Linked DNA regions of Pan troglodytes: region 2 is linked to region 1. The links are chromatin contacts, called in public Hi-C maps. All regions are on one chromosome and are shown on one strand. The core of a region is the stretch at or near the end of the contact, and the rest is flanking DNA. Distances in the headings are between cores, read along the strand shown.

Region 1 (7,478 bases), core at 3,370-5,869:
TGGAATGGACATTTTCTTCTGCTTTTAGGTATCATTTGAAGGGGTGGGTGGAGTGGGATTTTTAGAATCTCAAATTCTTTTACATTATTCCACTAATTAGTTATTTCCCATCCCTCTCGGACTTGGAAGCATAAACTTAAGAGAAAATTTGCCAACAAACTTCTCCAAACACTGGTTCTGGACAGCCCCATAGCTAGGGTAGGGTGGGGCTGGGGAACAAGAGTGGATATCCGTGGCTACTCCTTGTCAGATTAAGGACTAGGATGAGGCAAAGGAGGCACTTAGAGTGCAAAATTTAAGGAGGCACTCAATCTCATGTGCCTTGCACTTGCTGCACTTGCATAACCTTGACAGTGAGTCCCCTCCTGGCCTCACTCTAGTCCTCGACAGCCCCTCGTTGGCATTCTAGGAACTACCTGGGGCTCTAGGAAACAAAATTAAGTACTGAGGAAGCTCTACAATGGGAGCCTTTCAGGACCCACAGGAGGGCTTTTGCTTGCTTTTGGAAAGAACACCAGTTTTATCACGAAAACTTACCCACTCCTTCCATGTAAAGCTCTTGTGCAAGAGAGTTTTGATTTTCAAGAATTCTCTGGATAAGGGCCACCATACACAAGGACAACATTTATAAAGCCCAAATGAGCCAAATCTATTCAAGCGATTTAGAAACCAAAAATCAACCCTTACTCTGTCCTGGGCTTCCATTGTCTATCTTGCCGTTTGGCTGCTTTTTGTCTTCCATGACTTCACTTATTTTTGTTTGGTTTGCACTTTGGCACTTCTGCCTAAAGAAGTTAGCAGGCTTCTGATCCAAAGAACATCTTCTAAGGACAGAAAGGCAAATGGAAAAGGCTGTAATTGGGGGATGGGGAGAGTAAAGAGGGAAGTCAGCTCAAGTGATTTAAAGATCAATGTCAAATTTTATAATATGCAATCTGTTTCACTAGGAACAAAATTAGAGACTCTGGCTAGCATTTATTTTCTTAGTGCAAAGATGGTAGATGTTTTTGCGTTGTATATGCATGCATTTGTTCATGTGTAGGTGCATACATGCATGTGCACGAGGAAAAATTAAATGCTAAAAATATTTTATGTTTTAATCGAGGCCATTACCAGGACAATGAGGCCCTTGATGACTTGTTCTATGCTTAAGTCGGAGATTAGGTTTTTAAAATGCCAGTTATTTCTACAGCCTTGTTTTACCCTCAGTATGTGACATGATTACATCCTTTCCCCCATCTCAGTATCCCTCTTGTTAAAAACCATTCATTTGATTAAAACCAAATTCTGCAGCAAGAAGATGTTAGTCTAATTATTTACAACCTCTTCTATCATCTTTTGTCTTATTTTAATAATAGCTCAATCCTAAATGCAGTATATGCTCACTCTAGCATGATCATGGGTGCCTGCTGCTTTTGTATTGGAGGGGGCCTCGAAGGAGACAGAAAGCCTTTCTTGCTGCAGAGCCTGAGTCAGGATAGTTTTGCATTTTTAGAAAATAGGACTCACTTATTGAGTCCCAGAGTTTGGCTTCCTAAATTGCTCCTAAAAGCTGTTGACACTTCATGTAAACGAGTGTCAAGTGGACAAGCCATAATTACCTGTGCTGGGGATGCGGGGACTTGCCTTAGAGAGGACGCTCACATGTTGCCAATTTCTAGCCTTAAATATATCACGTGTATGCATACATACATATGTTTGTATAGGTACATACATATATGCACATACGTGTAATTTGACGTGGGAGGTGGTTATAGACCTACCATAGGTTGTTTAAAACATATACCAGGAAGCACCAAAGAAGGCAAAAGATATATAGGTAAGACCTTCTGGAGACCATTTGCTCAAGGGTCCCTGTATGCCTGGTGAAGGGAATGATATTAATAATACTAAGAAGAAAAGGAATCTGAGAGCAGCTCCCTTAATTAAGAAGGTTGCCCACTAGGTTGTTTTATTGTTTGGCTTCTCCACACAGAACCCATCACCACCAGCCTGCATGTTTAGAAACAGCAAGTTCCCCAAGCTACAGAGAAACCTACCATGGCGGTCTCTTAAATAAGTAAATAAACAGCATATATATGTTTTGTTAAAAAAAAAAAACTTTAAAGCGAAAGTTATACATATGTAACAGCGTCCTTTCGACGTGAAATACCCATGGGAGAATCTGGGCAGGCGCTCAGCTTGCAGTTCGGGTTCCGAAGGCGACTTTGCAGCAAAATCCTTAGGAAAAAGCAAAGCAAGAAGAACGTGGTGCTGGGTCAGGCCTCACCGCTGGTTCCCGTGGTCGCGGCCAAAGGGCGCCAGTGGAGCCAGGCCGGCCGCGGGGTGGCGCGGGAAACGGCAACCCGAGCCCGCGGGTCCCTGGTCACCTGGCTTCTCTGGCGCTGGATTTGCAGGTCTCTCATCTTCTTTCCCTCTTTCATTTTGTTTTTCTCATTTTTACACTGGAATCTGCTTCTGAGCATCCTGGATGGGCAACTCAGATGTCGCACTCGCTGTCGCTGGACGTGATGGAGATGGCTGAAGTGGCCGCCTTGCTGGATAGACTGGCGGCCGGGCTGGTGGCGACGCCCAGCACCTCTGGCGTGCCGTCGCCCTCCGCCCGTAGTGCCCGCCCGGAACCCTGTGACAGGACCTGCTGCTGGAGTCTACGGGGAAGAAAGGGAACACGGGTCACAGCTCGTAACACAGCCGCCCGTCGCCCGCCCCCACCACCTCCTGCGTCCCTCCAGCCCGGCGGCTAGAGGTTCTTCCGAAGACCCCAGCACTTAAGGCGAGGATTACTCGGCAAGGCGACAGAGGTCGGGCAGGAGTCCGCGGCCGCCCCTCCGCGGGTCCCTACCGTTGTGCCCCACCATGATTCGCGCCCTTTCTCAGCGCCGCAGCTCCCAGGTCTTTTATATACTGGGCTTGCAGTGTCCTCCCTGTTTGTTGTGCACTTTTGGGAGATTTACAGGACTGTCAGGAAATAAACGAAGCATGGGTGACAAGGACAGATCGGTCCCAGGGACATGGGATACCATTTCTAACGGTGCGTCTGCCTGGGGCTTACGCCTGAGCAAGTGCTCCCGCGATCGCGTTGGATCGGGTCGGCCCGACCTAAAGGCAAAAAGGATTGTAAGGAGCATTTGGGCCTGGGGGATGAGGCCGGGCTTTTCCGCAAAATGTTTGGCTAATCGAGATCCACACTCCGGGAAACGAAAAGCCTCGGCCCACGGACTAGTTTGCTGTTTTGAGACAAGAGTGGCAGGCAGCGCATGGGAAGAGGAAAACTCGACTTCCCATTTCTCAAAAGTCCATTGAAAACTGTTTTCAAAGCATTAGGGAGGGATATACCTGGGCTTTGAAAATGATAATTAACATGAAACCGACACATTGCTAATAAGCCAGGCTTCGATTAATAGTAGGAGCCTGTGCCCAGGCTGACAAGAATTAGCTTTGGGTCTTGGGGTCCCTAACGGTTTGTAGGATTTTAATTTTTTATTTCTCTTCCCCTCTCCGTCCCAGTGAAGCCTTGGTTTGGTGGCCGGGACCAGCTGCTGCAGCTGCCCGCAGGCGTGGGGAGCCAGCGGGTGGGGAAGCAGAGCCGGCAAGGGAACTCCCGGCCAGGAGCCCAGAACGCAGGGCTCTTAACCCGAGACAGACCGCGCTCCCAACTCCTGCTGAATTGGAGTCGCCAGGGACTGGGTAAGGGCGCCAGAGGTGCCTCCATCCGCCTCCTCCCCGGTGCGCTCAAAGCGCGGAGGCCTCTAGGTACCGACCTGTTCTTGGCTGCAGCCGCTCGGTCCCTTTGTCGGCGGTTTTTGAACCAGTTGCCCACCTGCGTAGGGGTCAGTCCGGTTGCCTGGGCGAGCTCACGCTTTTTGCTGGGGTTAGGGTATGGATCCTGCAGGTACCACTCGCGTAGCAGGTGCCGCGTGCGCTCCTTGAAGCAGTGTGTCTTCTGTTCGCCGTCCCAAATGGTGCGCGGCAGCGGGAACTTCTTCCTTACTCGGTACTTGTCCACAGGTCCCAGGGGCCTTCCACGCAGCTTCTCAGCCTCCTGGTAGTGTGCTTCAAGCCACAGCGCCTGCAGCTTGGCGTGCGACTCCTTGGTGAACTTGTGGTTTTCCAGGATATGATAGAGCTCGCGGTAGTTGCCACCGTGAAAGGCCACGATGGCTCGTGCGCGTAGCACCGACTCATTCTTGTTGAGGGCCTCGCAGGCCGCAGGGGCCACGGGCAGCGACCAGAGGAAGCGACCCAGGCGCTCCACATCGCCGCTCTCTTCCAGGGTCTCACATACCCCGGCCACTTGCTGGGGGCTGAAATTCAAGATGGGCAGCTGGAACATCGAGGCAGTGCCGGCGGCGGCGAGGGCACTGAGCCCGGAGCGGGACACGCAGCAGATGCCCGCGGGCCTGGCTGAGTGTGCCAGGCGCTTGTTGATGAGGCGGATTGGGGCAGCGGGACACACTACCGGGTGGCGGCGGTGGCTCAACGGCCGGGAGCGGGCGACCCCGACTGGAGGAGGTGCTGGCTGCGCGGCTTGGGGTTCGGGCTCGGCTCGGCTCAGGCACGCAGGCAGGCGAGCTGGCTCCGCTATTGGGGTGGGCGGATTGGCGGCGCGGGCGCCATGGAGACCCCCTGTCAGTCACCGGCTGGCTCTGCCAATCAAAGCTTGGATCAGCACGCCAGGACTATTTCAGCACCTCCCCGTGCTCGACAGCGCCCGCCGTTAGCCCCTGGACTTTTCTTCAGTATTTTGCAGAACCTGGAGGTTGAAAAGACAGGCGAGTGTCTGGGAGAAAAAGAGAGGCGAGTGCGGCAGCGTTCACTACTCCTCCCTCCCCCACCCCGCTCTACCCCTCCCTCCCTTTTTCCCACCAAAGAGGCAGTGATGCCACAGGAATTCAGGAATTCACTTTGGGGCGATGCGTTGTCTCGGTCGAGAGGTCTCCAGAGGACAAAGAGGACTGGGCCAAACTGAAATGCTCCGAGAATTCGCAAGTTTAGTTGTAACGAAACAGCAAACCTTGCGGTGGGAGCAGGAAGCCGGTGGGGGAAAGCGATCTTCTCATTTTTTCCCAAGTACCCATCTCTGCATGCCTCCCTCTTCCCCTTTCCAGTTGCCAAAGCAGCTGAGTGGGAAGCAAATCTGGAGCAGCAGGAACAGGACCAGGGATCTGTAGAAGAGGTCAGTTTGAACTCTAGCCTTACTCCCTTCAAAGCCCACTAAAATAATTTTAAATGCCAACAAGGACATGTTCACGTCTGATAACGCAGATGCAGACCACGAAGTCAGACACTTTAAGAAAAGAAGGGTGGGCTGTAGGGACCTCCAAATAAAGGGGGAGAAATATACTTTCTCCCCCTCCCCCAGTTTAATGGACTTGAACAAAGTGCAGCATAGCCACATCTAGAGCCGAGAAGTCATTGGTAGGTCAGGACAGCAACTTAAAAGCTTATTTCCTAGATCTTTTTAAAAATATCGACTTAACTCCTTTCCTTGCAGGCTTATTTTGCCCCTACCTTGTGTTAGAACTTATACCTCTTGAGCTGGGGATAACAACTCTAACCTTGGCATTTTAGCTCAAAAACAATTCAGTAAAAATACAATACAGAAGGGCATCCACAACAATGCAGGGGCCCAGAAAGCACTTCCTAAGCCGCTGATCATTGACCCCTCTTGTAGTGAGGAAGGAGTGGCTTGGTGGCTCTGACTTTGGGCTAGTAGAGTGAATTGGCAACTTTTATTGATTCCCAATTGGCAGTTCACATCATACCATTTTCTGAGGCCTGGGTCAAAGAAACCATGATCTCATCTGGGCCTGTGGTAGGGGTTTGTTTAGTTTGAAGAAAATAACTGGTAGGGGGCTGTATAACAAAAACGCCAGGAAAACCGTTTTGGGGAAGTCCATCCCTAGACAGAAATCAGGTGAGAACGTTCACAGCCGAACTGGACTGGACCCGACTGTCTTTTCTTTAGTATCAAGTACAATTTGTATGCGGCTTGTACAGATCTGGTAAATCAGAAGGCAGATAGATAGCACAGATGGTTGGAGGTGTCGGGTCAGATCACGCCACGCCTGAGTGCAGGGCAAAGCTCGTTCTGACGGAAAACCCTGATATTATTTTCACAGATCTTCACAGTTCACTCGAAAAAAATAGCAGAGGGGAAGAAAAAAGCCCTGAAACCATTTACATCATTTCTGTGAGATTGTCAACCGCCTCAACGGAGAGGCTTTCTTTTCTAAGAGTTCATTTTCTTGAAATACGACAAGGCAGGGGCAAAATAAAGAGGGCGATGAAGATAATGACAAAGCATAAACCTTCTTTCCCTTGGAGCGACTTCCGAATCAGCCGGAAGGACAACTTTTAGAAAGAAACATCGCATACAAGGGCCCCGAACACGCAGGCGGAGGAGAATCCGCGGTGCAGAAAAAGAGGGCCTCGGTGGCCGGGCAGGGATGAAGCCGGACCCGGGAGGGCTGCGATCCCGGAGCTTCTGGCCAGGGAAGGAAAGCACCCCCTTGCTCCAGTTTGCAGAGGTTTATTTTCCCTCTCGGGATGGTTACTCTGCCGGCTATTGCTCGCGAAATTGCTTGGCGCTCACCCTTAGCGCGCAGAAGAGGCGGTGGGGTCCGCGGAGACCTTACAGCCCGCGAGCCGAGCCGAGAGCCGACCCCGATCCCAGCGCCTAGCTGCTGAGGTGGGAGAGGTTGTCCATGCCCCAGGAGACCACACGTCTCCCTCGCCCTTTTGCTGAACAGTTTGGAAGCGGCACATTCGGGGAGAGCTGGTTTCTTACCCTTAATCTTTGTGAGCAAGTGGACAGTCTAGGGGCCCCATCCAGGAAATGGGAATATTTATCCCATGGCCCATTTCTTGGATAATAGTTCTGCAAATAATTAGATGAGGGCGCTTTAGCTTCTGCGTGTCTGAGGCTCGCGGGCAACTGGAACTGAGAGTCTGAGTTGGCCTCGCGGGAGCCGCCAGAAGGGTGCGGGCTGCGTGTGGCAGAGTAGGAGCACTGTCTGGTGGCTCGGCAGGAAGGTACTGAGAAGCGCCTGGAGGTTGGGGACTACTATCAGGAGATCCATCTTCGCCATCGCAAGGGACTTGATTTAATTTTATTAACCCAAAGGAAATAGACTGCGCCAGGGCACCTTGGAATCACTTATTTGTTCACCAGCTTCACAAGGGGAAGGGACGAACAGGAAGAAGTATGTGAGCCGAGCCCCCTGGGAAAGAGGGAAGCTCCACGGGATTCCTTAGGAATAACCCTCTTTTGGGGAAGGCGGTGACCCTCACCCCACCTTTAAGGTGTACTTCTCCCAAGTTTGCCAGACGAAAGCTGTGACTTCAGGCTGGCTTTTCTTAATTTTACAGAAGGGTATATATTTTTTTCTTTTACCAGTTTTGAGGTTTTGTGCCAACCCTCCAGGCAACCCCTCACTTCTTATCCCACATTTCATTTTTCTTTTGCATTTGACCGG
Region 2 (6,944 bases), core at 1,367-3,866, 140 kb before region 1:
GCATAGCACTTTCCCTTTCCAGTTACGCGATCTATTGGATTAAGCGGGAGGAAAAATGTTGGCCGGCCCAGTCACGGCCTCCGAGGAAGAACACCTCTTTTCTGCCCGGGTTCCCGCAATCACACCTTCTACACGTCGTCTTCCCAGATGACGGCAATGTATAGTACGTCCTGGTTCCTTTTGAAGACAGATAAAAAGAAATGGGCAGGTAGGTCTGGAGGAAGCCGGGGAAAAAAGGTGGTCCTATTTGTGTCTAATTGCCATCTCTGCTGTCATCCTCTGTAAATTTATACCTGCCCTTATTTGTGCAGGCTATGCCTCATTTCCTTATACAAAATTGTTAATTACAAAGCACACCCCATACTCAACATACTGTTTGTCTTTTAAGAGACGTGGTTGTGCTTAAAGACCCTCCCCCCATTGTAATTGTGCGCACTTGCTCCAGACTTTAGGGTATTAACTGATTTTTAGAGCCGGGTTTAAGCCTCCGTTCCGGTCCTCACACAGCTGCCATGTCAATAAGGACTGTTTCAAGCAGAGACATTCCTTCTGGGAGGGCACTGCAGCTCCTTAAGACTTCATGTGAAACATCATAAGCACTAAAATAAGACAGTGAGGGGAAATTACCAGACATGGCTCTGGGTTTAGCAGTGCCAGGCTTCCAGTTTAGAAAGTCATTGGGCATACTATATGGCAGAGGCTCTTTTGAAAGAATGCACACCTATTAAATGCATTTTTTTAAAAAAAGCCTAGGGTAATGAAATATCAGCATCTGCTTCCAAGATCTAATTGCATGGAATAAGCAAGAGTTTCAAGGATGCAGAAAGCATTATGTTCAGCAGAGAAGCAGCTTCCTGTCTACTTGGAATCTCCCATGTGGCAGCCCTGAGGTGGGAACCCTTTATGAGTTTAGAATGTATGTTGCGGGTGCACTGTACTGGGTGCATCATTTTAAAACCATATTAATAATAAAAGGGGAAACCCAGACATGCTTCTCCTTCTCCCACTTGCATCTCAATATGCAAAAGATTCTGTAGTGCTGGGCTCTTTGGCTAAAGGAATCAAAACATATTTGAAGAAGACAAGCCAGTTTAAGGAGCCTACAGTTTGTTCTTCACCACTCACTAAGAGGGCACATTGAAATCAAAAGCATTTTTGAAGTGTACTTAGAATTCTGTTTTGAACTTATCTAATCAGAGATAAGTATAGTCACAAAGTCACTCTCCTTCCACCATTTGGCTTCCCTTATCTCCACGCATTGTTCTTATCTCCTGCTAGTCTCAGCTACTGACAATAGATTATCTTTGTTTAGAGAGGCTAATTGTTTTCAAAATCTTTTTAATAATTGCTTTGGAACTAGGTGTGCAAATGAGGCTTAAGATAATTACAACTTCATTTGTTTGTGCAGTTTTACTAAGCATTCTCCACACATAAACAAAACAGCAGATGATGGGACTTAAATTGCAGTGCATCTCTCATTCCCTGGCAGCAAAATAGGCCAGCATTGCAACACACACACACACACACACACACACACACACACACACCTCTTTATTTAATCTTCTTGGAGCCGCTGTCGTTCTCGCTTTGAGGGCAGTGTCCCTCTCAGAGCAGGGTAAGGATTATATTACAACCGGACGGTTATTGGAGCCGGGCACAGTTTTATTTAATTTACACCACATCCAGCGCCTTTCGTACGAGGTTCCCAAAGCATTTTTGCTAATAGCAAGTAAAGCCTCGCGGCATTCCTCAGTAGCAGAGGTGGCACTGCAAAACACAACCGCACAGATGGGGAAATTGAGTCCAGAAGCTTCAGGAACCTGCTGGTTTCAATCGCAGAACATTAAGATACCAAATCACAAATGAACGCTCGGAGTCTCTAGGTGCTCAGCAAGTATGCTCTAAACAGCTCTCTGCCTGGTCTCAAATCATGGAGGTCTTTTGTGAACGAGGGAAACGCTGTCCGACTGGGAGTACTTGTGCCCTTTGGAGGGTGGTGTGCAGCAGTGGGGGGAGGACAGTGGGAGTTGGTGGGGGGAGGGAGGAGGAAATAGGGTTGGACTCCTCGAGCTGAAGCCAACCCGAAGAGAAGCCACTCTTCCAGAGGCTGCATGCGCGGACCCTGGTCTGCTCTTGAATTATTTATCGCGTTCCATAAGCTATTCATCAATCCATTATTTATTCATTCCAACATTAAAGTAATTAAATATGAGCTCACCGGGAGAGGGCAAGTCTGCAAGGGATGAGGACAAGAGTACGGAGGGAGAGGGGAGGAATTAAGGTTTGGAGTCATTGATTTGTGCGGAGTTGTGCGCGACTCCCCTTAGGTGATACTGGCGACGGGTCCCGCGTTGCAGGGTCCTGACGCGCTCACCCGCTCCCTACCTCCCCACACCTCCGCAGCGCAGCTCCCTCAGACCCCAACTGGCTTCCCACCTTTCCTCTTCCTTCTCCTCCCACCACTCCCTACCCGCGCAGCCCCGGCAACACCCCCAACCCCCAGCTCCGCAGCCTCGCCCTCCCCGCTCTGGGCGGTGCGGCCTCTCTGCCCAGCCGGGCGGCGCGCTGGCTGGCCAGCCCCGGATAGGCGCCGCCGGCAGCCAATCAGCGTGCCGGGGACGCTGCGCGCTTTAAGGCCGCTGCGGGGAGAACAGAAACCAAGTTCCCCGGCAACTAGCAGCATCCACCGGGCGGGAGGTCGGAGGCAGCAAGGCCTTAAAGGCTACTGAGTGCGCCGGCCGTTCCGTGTCCAGAACGTCCCCTACTCCTCCGCCTTCTCTTCCTTGGCCGCCCACCGCCAAGTTCCGACTCCGGTTTTCGCCTTTGCAAAGCCTAAGGAGGAGGTTAGGAACAGCCGCGCCCCACTCCCTGCGGCCGCCGCCCCCTGCCTCTCGGCTCTGCTCCCTGCCGCGTGCGCCTGGGCCGTGCGCCCCGGCAGGCCCCAGCCATGTCGATGCTGCCGTCGTTTGGCTTTACGCAGGAGCAAGTGGCGTGCGTGTGCGAGGTTCTGCAGCAAGGCGGAAACCTGGAGCGCCTGGGCAGGTTCCTGTGGTCACTGCCCGCCTGCGACCACCTGCACAAGAACGAGAGCGTACTCAAGGCCAAGGCGGTGGTCGCCTTCCACCGCGGCAACTTCCGTGAGCTCTACAAGATCCTGGAGAGCCACCAGTTCTCGCCTCACAACCACCCCAAACTGCAGCAACTGTGGCTGAAGGCGCATTACGTGGAGGCCGAGAAGCTGCGCGGCCGACCCCTGGGCGCCGTGGGCAAATATCGGGTGCGCCGAAAATTTCCACTGCCGCGCACCATCTGGGACGGCGAGGAGACCAGCTACTGCTTCAAGGAGAAGTCGAGGGGTGTCCTGCGGGAGTGGTACGCGCACAATCCCTACCCATCGCCGCGTGAGAAGCGGGAGCTGGCCGAGGCCACCGGCCTCACCACCACCCAGGTCAGCAACTGGTTTAAGAACCGGAGGCAAAGAGACCGGGCCGCGGAGGCCAAGGAAAGGTACGCGGCGTGCTTCCCGCGACTCGGGCGACCCCAGGAAGCCGTCCTTTCTCCTCCGCCCCCTCCCGCCCCCGCAGGCACCAGCCACCAAGTCCTCCCCGCCGGCCGGAGCCCGTCCACGGGGCGGCGCGCAGGCCCTCCGCGGCGCTGCAGCGAAAGTTCATGAACTCTGAGGTTCCTTGCTAAGGATGGGGCCTCATTTGCTTTGAGCACCCGCGCGTGGGTTTCTCTGGGATGTGAGTGTCGGGAAATACTGGCGCTAGGTTTGGTCTTCATGCCTCCCTGGCTGGCCGCGGCTATGAGTGGTGGGTGGAGAGTGAGTTTCTAAATCAACGGGCAGTGAAATGTTGATTGGTGTCGCAAGGAAAGGGGTTTGGTGGGAGCTGAGGTTCGCGAACCTCTCTCCTCTTGCTCCCCAGAGGGGTGAAGCTGGCCTGAGACATTGGCTCTGCCCCCACTCCTGCCCGGTTCTCCACAGCTCTCTCTTGATAGTCTTTTGGTTTAGAGGTAGCCTGCTTCATTTCTCACTAGCTGGACAAAGGGAGGAGTCTTTTAAAGATACAACAAAAAGAGAGCTTTGGGGAGAGTTGGCGCTGCATTTACTCCCCGGCGCCCCAAATTAAGAAAGGGTTGATCCTCGCCGTGCTCGCTCGCGCGTGGCCCGGCACTGCAGCCCGTCGGTCTGGCTGACCGCGCCGCATGCCCAGACGAGGAAAGGGTCTCCAGTCGCAGCCCTCTCTCGCACTGGAGCTCACAAGGCAATATTTAAAAAATTGGTCTCTACCTTCCCCCACCTCGGGGCAACACCTTCGGCCACCTAGGCAGGCTCCTTCTGTTCTCTATAGAGTTTCGGACAGAGATTCAGAAGGACGGTGGGGAGGTGGCTGTGGCGGGGAGAGCGCTCCGCGAAGCCAAAGAGTTTGGGGGAAAACCTGAGCGCAGGGGCCGGTTAGGTTTTCCTTTGTTCGCTTCCAAGACTAGGGGCCGAAGATCTTGCTTCCTTTCTTGTCTTGGTGGAAAACCAGAGCCAGGATAAATTCTGCTGAAATGGGCTTGTCGGGAGACAGAGACTGTGAGGATAAGGGGAAAGAAAGGAGACAGACAGGCGCTAGGAGTCGGGAGGACTGACGAGCACTCGGAAGGCGGAAGCGGCGAGGGAAGCGAAATCCTGAAGTTAACCGGTACCGAGTGCCGGGACTGACGCCCCAGCGCGCCGCGCCCGCTGGCAGCCTGTGCGGGGCGGCGAAGTTTCCCCTGCCCAGAAAGGATGGGTTGGGGTGGGTGTTGGTAGGAAGTTTGAGAGGGGGACACGAGGGGCTGAAGAGTTAGCGAGTAACACAGGAACAGGGATTGTATGGTTGCAGTTAGCCTTTAGTTACAAAACGGCCGTCCTATAAGCCAGGCCCGAGGGCCGACTCCAGATGAAATCAGAGACTGGCTGCGCTCCCTGTGTTTACTCAGGTCACTGGGCCGCGCTGGGCACCACTTCCCATGACCTGTTCTGTGTCTGCAAAACCACCAACTCTGGGCGGGGGCAGGAAAACGGGATGTTTAATTGTCTCCTCATATGCGAACAAGGCAATGGACTTGATTCACCCCAAACATTTGTGCGTTGGACTCTGTCCTCTATCATTTCTTTATCACCAATATCTATTTATTGAAAGATTTTCAGTTACATTTAAATATGTTGCTAGTTTATATGTATTTAAATGTAACTGCTTGAACAAAATTTAAAACATATATTTTGTATGTTTCAAATAAATCCTGCTAATCTATCACTTTCTGAAATCTGGAAGAGAAAAGGACCTGGCTCCTAACAGGAGGCTCTGTCCGTAGCTCTCCATTTCTCCAGGTTCCTCTGACTCCTCACCTCCCCCATTACCCTTGGGGAGGGGTGGAAGGGTAGAGCTCCTCCATTTGGGTTGGTGACAGATTGCACAATGGCCCTTTCCTCCTTCCAGCTCCCCTCCCTCCATCTCACACTTTTTTTTTTAACCTACTTTTTTTTTTTTTTTTTTAACCATATGGTGTTGTCCTCTATTTCTTAGGGAGAACACCGAAAACAATAACTCCTCCTCCAACAAGCAGAACCAACTCTCTCCTCTGGAAGGGGGCAAGCCGCTCATGTCCAGCTCAGAAGAGGAATTCTCACCTCCCCAAAGTCCAGACCAGAACTCGGTCCTTCTGCTGCAGGGCAATATGGGCCACGCCAGGAGCTCAAACTATTCTCTCCCGGGCTTAACAGCCTCGCAGCCCAGTCACGGCCTGCAGACCCACCAGCATCAGCTCCAAGACTCTCTGCTCGGCCCCCTCACCTCCAGTCTGGTGGACTTGGGGTCCTAAGTGGGGAGGGACTGGGGCCTCGAAGGGATTCCTGGAGCAGCAACCACTGCAGCGACTAGGGACACTTGTAAATAGAAATCAGGAACATTTTTGCAGCTTGTTTCTGCAGTTCTTTGCGCATAAAGGAATGGTGGACTTTCACAAATATCTTTTTAAAAATCAAAACCAACAGCGATCTCAAGCTTAATCTCCTCTTCTCTCCAACTCTTTCCACTTTTGCATTTTCCTTCCCAATGCAGAGATCAGGGGGAAAAAAAAAAAAAACCCAAACAAACAAAAGCACCCAGGCACCCAGTCTGAGTTCTGGGCAACTGATACGCCTGTTTCAGCAGCCTTTCTTTTTTTTCAATGAATGGGAATTGCAAATCAACTGGATTTTCATTATTTCTTTTAATTTATATATGGAGAAATGTGAAGAGGGAAAGGAAATGGAAAGAGAAAGAGAAAGGGAGATAAAAATAGTGAAAATAAGAGCCTCCAGGCTCAGAAGAACTGATTACATTCTTAAGGTGAACAGGAAAAATACAATCTATAACTTTCTTTGATGAGGAAAAATTAAGTTTACATTTTTCATATTTAGTGTTAAACAATTTAATGTAGATTAAAATAAAAGACCAGTATTAGGAGGAAAAAACAAGTGCCTAAATGTCTTAATGCTCTCTATGTGAGACAGAAATAGACGTGACCATTAGTAATGCAACTATTTTTGTCAAATTTAGTGGGATTTTTTGGTTGTTGTTTGTTTTCTTGGGTTTTTTTTTTTTTAATGACAAACTCTAAAAATGTACCAATGTGAAAAAACACTTTCCTGAATGCCATTACTCATGCCCTCAAAGCTTTCATATCTGTAGCCTACTCCTGTAAAGGGTTTCTCCTGTTTCTAGTTTCTAGTTTGCAAAGGTATGCCAACGAATCTGGCAACCTGGTATTTGTTACTAAAACAGCATGTGTTTTCAGGTTTCTTTTCTATTGTACCTAAAGCAGTCTAAATTAAAACTTAGTAGAACACCAGGAGTATGATTCTGTTTCTGAAAGGTGAGTGGTGTATTGCTGTCATTGGGCCCTTTTTTTTTTTTTTAAATATATTTTTCTTT

What was found. A called contact is a pair of places that touch in the nucleus more often than the background predicts.
Region 2: a Hi-C map of induced pluripotent stem cells shows a contact between it and region 1, with 5 times the contacts expected there. The contact joins the promoter of SIX1 here to the promoter of SIX6 in region 1. A contact is called at or near these places in 2 of 7 Hi-C or Micro-C datasets (both in induced pluripotent stem cells).

The regions. Positions count from the first base shown.
Region 1 is chr15:58,504,019-58,511,496 of NHGRI_mPanTro3-v2.0_pri, reverse strand. SIX6 (SIX homeobox 6) reads right to left here and starts at 4,619. Exons shown (of 2, transcript XM_522870.8): 1 at 3,762-4,619; 2 at 1,926-2,648. The coding sequence starts at 4,333. The coding sequence ends at 2,480.
Region 2 is chr15:58,645,846-58,652,789 of NHGRI_mPanTro3-v2.0_pri, reverse strand. SIX1 (SIX homeobox 1) reads left to right here and starts at 2,616. Exons shown (of 2, transcript XM_509988.8): 1 at 2,616-3,507; 2 at 5,556-6,944. The coding sequence starts at 2,948. The coding sequence ends at 5,850.